Linked DNA regions of Sus scrofa: region 2 is linked to region 1. The links are chromatin contacts, called in public HiChIP or PLAC-seq maps. All regions are on one chromosome and are shown on one strand. Each heading gives the region's core, a stretch centred on a gene start, on an enhancer-like site or on the middle of the called end of the contact. The rest is flanking DNA. Distances are from core to core; before and after follow the strand shown.

Region 1 (3,346 bases), core at 76-2,575:
AATACTTGTCTTAGATTTGGCTAGAGGATCTGTCTCAAGAAGTTCCATTATTTTGAATGAGTCAAAACTGGGGTATTACAAGAAAACTATCTACATTTCGCATTATCATAAAAGAAATGAGAAGTAGGCAACATGCAACCTCAGCCTAGAAAGTCAACCAGAGCTCCATTTAAACATTAGTATTAAGGAAAATCCCCCTTTCCATTTTGTAAATATGTAATTTACCAACTCAAATAAGAGGATATAAAAAGAATCAAGTATACTTATAAATAACTATTAACTGGTATTTTATTTTTTAGGATAATTAGGTCATCAATGAACATTACCTGCAAGAAATCCATGTAAACATCCTCTGGTGTTTACAAAGAACTGTGTCTGAGGACAAATATATTTCACAGAAGTTATCATATTTAGTCCACTTCCTTATGTGTAAACTGTTCAGAATACACTGATTTAAAATAGAATGAATTTATTTTAAACCTTTGTTCTCTGAAATCACAGACTGAACTTTTCCCGGTCCTTCTAACTTTTCCATAAAGTTTACCAGCACAGGCATATTATTAAATAACTAGAAATAAGCATCTATAAAATAGTGATTTCCAACAACTTGACAAGAACTAAGAAGTACTGGAAGCTAAGAATTTTGTACACCGAGTAACAGTTACATTATGTCTTTGCAGAGGCCACTGTTATTTGTAAAAATTTAAAAATCAGTAACTATATTAAAATGGATTATAAATATAGATATACAACAAACAGTTGCTGAGTGAGGGAATAATAAATTAATACAATTTCAACTTACTAGACTAGTAAATCTTACCGGTTTCACCACCTGACAAGCTTTTGGTCATTCTGTATTTTTTTAACCAGAAAAATACAAAAAGGATCATGTAAGCTTGTAAACTGGCATGCTGTTAAAAATGGATCCTTGATTTTGAAAAGGTAGCATATAATATTGGAAACAAGGCATGCTTTTTAAATCTAACCCTAAAATTTCAATGAGCTCTAAAAGGACATTTGCTCGAGTCCAGGGAATGTGGAACACAGCATGAGAAATGTGAACATTCTTGGTAAACTGACATCATCATGACAACTTTGGCAGGGTTCCAAGTGTCTGAAGCAGACCGGAGTCTTGTTTATGAAGTGGAAGAAAGAAAACTTGGGCTTTCTGATTTACACCTTGGCAACCAGTAGAGATAGTTAAAAGAAAGGGAACACTTTTTATGAACAGTAACGGGCAAGTTTCAGTGAAGTAATGGGCAAAGGAGAAAAGAAAGCTATTTGAAAAGTGAAAAACTGCCCCCTCCTTTCAGAATGAGTCATTCAGAGTCTCTCTCCTCTCTAAATATACATACACATGGAGACTTAAAAAAGCCTATTTATGAAAGGAATATAACCACTTTACAGTTTGGAAAGTAAGAATAAAATAACCCATAACAGTTCAAATTCAATAGACATACCCTGATTAGGATTTTTGGCTAATCTTAGTACATTCTCGTCACAACTGCTTTAAAAATAGAGCCAGGGTCTTTCAGGGTCTTTAAGATAGTAAATATGGACCCAAACACATTTAAATTTGGTATAAGGAAGGATAAACATTTCTACTCAAACTTGTGGATGTAAATATTGCTGACCGTACATGAGGTCTAGCTGTTACTGCTTCAAACTAAAGATTAACACCTCTTCTAAGAAATGTACAGAGTTTTTAAACGCAGTTTTAAAAACAGCTTTTTACACATCAAATCAACTCATAGGTTGTGAATCACTTCTTAAAGTTCTTATTTGGATGTTTGTCCTTTATTTTAGCAAATTATGAATTGAAGAGTTTTCATTTCTACTTTATACAATAAAAAGATGTGAGTTTTAAAAACATCCAAGTTCACACTGCAGAAACAAACCAAGTGATGGCCCTCTAATTTCTTAACACCTATGAAACCCCAGTGGATCAAGGTTTTACATTTCTGTTCCACATTAAGTTTTTTGGCATATCAGGAATGCAAACCACCATATTTCAATAAAATTGCAATTTATTAGATAATTCCTACTTTTTGGGTAAATACATTGTTTTTGAACAGTATTCCTCTTTTTAACTGGAAAGAGAGCAAACAATAGCAAAAGCGTTTGTAAGCAAACATTTTTTCTAGGATCCTGTAGCTTAATTTCTTAGTCCTTTGGTTAAACTTTTGGTCCTTCTGTCTCCTCAACTTTAAATTTTACAGTGCACTGTTCTATTTCCTTACATCATTAAAAAAAGTTTAAAGTCATCAATGATGCTATTTGTAACTAGGAAGTAATTTTCATTCAATTGTGTTAAACCAGAAAGGAGTACTCAGGCACCATACAAAATGTATTTGAGTGTCTTAGTCATTTTAATCACCATTACATATTCACTTTCTTGGCTCTCCAATGGTTTTAAAAGGTTATCTTTAGATTTATTACTCATTAATCAGACTCAAATCATCAATAGAGAAGACTTATGCAAAACTATTGATGCAAGCAGGAGAACAACAATTAGAGTTCTTGGCCCTAATTTAACCTGGATATAAATAATACAGTAATAAAGGTTCAGACTTTTCCATGAAAAGCTTTACAGTGGGGATTAAAAGACCTGCATGACACAAGTTTCACACAATTCAATCAAGTTCATGAATATATGCTTCATTTAGCTGCATTTAACCAAGAGAAGCCTGGGGATAATCAGTTCAAGAACGACCAGTTCAAGAACGACATTCAATGTCCTAGAAACTGGTTAATAAACATTCTAGGTATTATACTGAAAAATGAAATGTAAGTATTTCTAAAGGAATGACCTCTCTGTTTTAGCCCTCTTATTTGAACAAAAAACATCACTAACCCAAAACCCCCCAATTTTGCTCGGTAGGACTCGATATCACAGCTCCAGTCTGACCCGCTACCCTATATCACCATTCTCAGTACATTCTTTGAAAAGATGGATTAAAATATTAATTTCCATGCCATAAAGAAATGACTGTGAAAGGGAATCTTTCCTTCAGTCTAGGTACACAGCTGTTGATAAACGTAGATTTATGGAATTATATATGGCTGAAATACATGTTCTTCTCTGCAAACACACGATGTCTAAAATAGCCAAATTTAAAAGGAAAAATAACATAAAATGATTAAAATGGGCTTTTAGAGCTGAAAAGTCTCAATGTTTAGAGCACAATCAAGAACCCCCTTTTCCCTGCCAACCTCCTCCCTAAACAGAGCCCATTTGAACAGCTGCAGGATACACCCTTATCAGAAAAACAGGCAGGCACCAATTTACAAATGCATGATATTCCAAAAGTTCATTTGTTAGTTTTTTAAAACTAACATGTTCCCA
Region 2 (3,554 bases), core at 15-2,514, 120 kb after region 1:
TCTCCTGACTTGGCCTGTGTGATCAGAGCTCTATCTGCCTGTCTGCCAGCCTGGGTCCAGGTGCTTCGAGCAGCCCGGCAGCAGCTTGTTTCTGCCAACGTTCTGAAATCCTATGAAGCCAAAATCAACGGAAGTTATCATGAAAACACAAAAGACAAAACACACCTAAATTGCCACCTTGTATGTCACAACTCTCAAACTGAAAGGTATATACTTGCTTGACAGTATGCACATCTATCTACTTGTTTGCAGATGTCACCCTGCAGAACAAACAGCTGGGAGACGTTTGATTGGTTTCTGGTTGACAATTTGAGGAAACAAGCATTTCTTAGTTCTGAGCTCAGGTTCCAAGTCAATATAGGTTTCAATTTTTTCCAGGCTCGAAATGCGCTAATAATTAACCTTAAGCATACCATCACTTCCACTAAAAACATTTTCTACACACAGCCCTAAATTACTTTCAGTTCAGTGAAACCAAACAGACAAGCCGTAATGAAAGGTCTCCAAGAAATGTGATCCCTTTCATTGGTCACCCAGGAGCTTTTCCCCTAAAATCTGCTTCTTGTGGGGGAGGGGAAGGGGGAGGAGAGCATCCAAAATAAAGATGCCACCCAAAGCACAATTATTTTGTAAGAAAGTTGTCTAAGACAACTCTTCAGGGTTTTCCAGGTTGAGTAATTCCTACAGGCTGGAGGGGAGGGACAGCTCGCCTCCAAGATTACTATCTGCAGAGGTTTCCTTACTTTTTTTTTTTTTTTTTTTTTTTTTTGCGTCCTTTTTAATTACACTGCAAGGGCTGTGATTTTCACATCTCCAGAGGTTGCTGGGGCGGGGGGGGGGGGGAGTTCAGAGCAACGCGCCAGGCTGCGGCAGCCGCTCTGTCCAAGTCCAACGCTACAGGGGTGGGCAGCCCACTCCCACCGGGTCCCACCCTCCCGAGCTACACGCGCGCACAGCCGCGCCGAGACTGCGGTCCGCGGGCGGGGACTCACCGCTGTCCAGCCGCGCGATCTGGGGCAGCCGGTAAGTGCTGACCAGCAGGTCGAGCGGAACGGCCACCGAGCTCCACTTCACATCCTTGAGGCTGCAACCCAACGAGGGCGCCGGGTCCATCTTCCCCGCCTCCTCCGGCCCCGCGCTCCCGCCGCCGCCGGCACCACCTCGGCGGCCGCCGCTGCTCGCGCTCGTGGTCTGGGGCGCGCGGGGGGCGCCGGGCACTCCCGCCGCGGGCTGACCGGGGGCGCGGCGGCCGGGAGGGAAGGAGGGGGCCCGCGGCCGGCTCAGCTGCCGCTGCGGGGCATGGCTGGGGCGCCCCGCGTGCCCTCAAGCCCGGAGAGGACTCGCAGCAGCCCCACGGCGGCGGGCGGCGGCGGCCGGGGTAGCTGCGGCGGCTCCCGCTCCGCCTCCTTCTCTGGCCCCGGGTCTGCAGCTGCGGCGGCCGCCCGCTCGCCTCCTCCTCCTCTTACCCCTCCTTCCCTCCGCCTCGAGTGTGTGAGGAGGAGCCGCGGGTCTGAGAAACGCCATAGCAGCGCTCCCAGCACTGACTAATCAACAAGGTGCGAGCAACGCCTGCGCAGCTCTGGGAGACACCGCCCCCGCCCCCGCCTCCCCGGCGCCTCCCGCCCCGCCCCGCCCCGTCTGGCCCCGCCTCCGGCGCGGCCTCCGCCTCTCGCGGTCCGGCGAGCTCAGCTTGGCAACGGCTCCCGGGTCCCGCCGCGGCCCCGGCCGCTCGAGAAGCTCCGCAAGCTTTAGCTCTCGCTCCCCCGTCCGACCGCTCGGGCGCCCTGCAGCCTTGCCCGGCGCCACCGCGCGCCCGGACTCCTTCGCTGCGCTGTGCCTTCTTGTGGGGCGACCTGGAGGAACGCAGCGAACTTAGGAATCTTTCCTAGGCGTTGTCAGGCACTTCTCCAGTCCACCCTGGTACCGGAGTTGCTACTCCAGGGCACAAAAGTGATCTGTTTGGTGTCCATCTCTTGAGAGTGCCGCGGACAGAGCTGGGAAGGGCAGGCGGGGAGCATTCCTTGCCCCCCGACCCCCGTCCGCCGCCTCCCGCCAACCCTACAAGTTTACAAAAAAGCAGCTGAAGTTATTCCATCCAGTCTGGACTTTGGCTGCTAGGCAGAAAGACAAAGGCCGAAGCACCGAGAAGCAGAAAGGTAATGAATAATCAGTGCCCACATAAGGGAAGGTGACTCGATTTAGTACCTTCATTGTATGGACAGCTGCTGGAGACTGCGGAAGATGAGGCCACCAACAGCCAGAGACACGCCAGGGGTTCCTGGGACACCAGTTTTTGTCACATGCTTTTCTCAGTTATTTCTCTCCCAACCTTAAAAGGTTGGAATAATTCCGGTGATAATTATATGCGTACCAAGAATTTAGGGAGTTTGGCAAGATTATATAACTTGTAGACAGTCTTGCCAGGATTCAAACCTTCTGTCTGCTTTTCATGATAACTATTTTATTTTCCCCAGTATTGAGTAAGGCCTGCCCACTTGCAGAGAGAGTTCAGAATGTAAAGGTGACTGTGAGTGAGATTCCTGTTTCTTTAGGCACTTACTGACTTTTCTGTGCTAATCTCTTTTTTTAGCGTTACTTTACCCGGAAACAGGTGAGCAGTTGCCAGATGAAGAGGTTGCCTATCAATTCTTAATATTTTTCACCACATATTCAGTGTTTGGTGCATAATGAGCCAGAACAAGCATCTGCTTGACCTGCCCAAGGGGACTTGAAAACATGCACCAGCCTCTCAGTGCTCTGGCTTAGGGCTGTGGCAATGAATAAACCTCTCTACAGCAATTGAAGAAAAACACAGAAATTCCTCCACTCCCAATTTCCCTGCCCTTTCACTTAGAAGCACTGGCAATAATTCTCACAAAATTCTTTTGCTGAAAACTTTGACCTTTGTGTCATTGATGTTAAGTTTTTGGGAGAGTCTTGAAAAAAAAGTGGGAAAGCTGTTCGTGTACGTTTGACTCAATCACACATCCATAAAGTTCCAAGTTTTGCCACAGAAGGAGATTTTTTTTTTAATTATAAGGGACTAAGTGCCAGCTAATTTTTTTTCTACTTTAATACTTAATCATTTCTGGAAATAGAGCGCAGACTCCAAAAATGATACAACATTTAAGAATGAGTAGGGTCAGGGTTCCTTCCACCAGTTGGTAGATCCTGAGCCTTATATGGTAGATTGATTGAAAAAATAACTTTATGCTACTGTTATATCCTCTTTACAAGCTTCAGGGAATAGGAAAAGTAGTTCCCTCTCAAAAAGATTGGTGACTTATGACCTAAAGACAAGAGAAAAAGTAAGATTAATGCAATCATCTTTTTTTAAATCAGTAAAGATTTACATTAGATTTGCTCTTATTGCTGACCTTGCAGAAGGGTTTTCAGTTCTGAGTATGAAAGGGAAAAAATTTTAATGAGCTACAAATTCTTTTTTTTTTTTGCTTTTTTAAAGCCGCACCTGTGTGTGGCATATGGTCATTCCCAGGCTAGGGGTCGATTCAGATATGCCACAGCCACAGCCACGCCAGATCCAAGCCTCATCT

What was found. HiChIP or PLAC-seq counts read pairs in DNA pulled down with a chosen protein or histone mark.
Region 2: an H3K27ac HiChIP or PLAC-seq map of skeletal muscle shows a contact between it and region 1. The contact joins the promoter of GAREM1 here to the enhancer-like site in region 1. A contact is called at or near these places in 1 of 5 promoter capture datasets (liver), 5 of 47 Hi-C or Micro-C datasets (fetal heart ventricle, fibroblasts, heart right ventricle and 1 more) and 1 of 2 datasets of contacts at active chromatin or transcription factors (skeletal muscle).

Annotation. Positions count from the first base shown.
Region 1 is chr6:116,205,101-116,208,446 of Sscrofa11.1, forward strand. The region is part of intron 2 of GAREM1 (GRB2-associated and regulator of MAPK protein 1); the gene reads right to left. Among named protein-coding and RNA genes, the nearest start is that of GAREM1, 120 kb to the right of the region's middle. Within about 2 kb of position 1,326, at least 24 of the 83 cell types and tissues checked have an H3K27ac peak or open chromatin away from gene starts, as enhancers often do. A contact at or near this core is called in skeletal muscle, where this site is marked.
Region 2 is chr6:116,323,589-116,327,142 of Sscrofa11.1, forward strand. It overlaps GAREM1 (GRB2-associated and regulator of MAPK protein 1), which reads right to left and starts at 1,265. Exons shown (of 6, transcript XM_003482054.4): 1 at 993-1,265. The coding sequence starts at 1,113. It overlaps LOC102163160 (a long non-coding RNA gene), which reads left to right and starts at 1,649. Exons shown (of 3, transcript XR_298647.3): 1 at 1,649-2,156.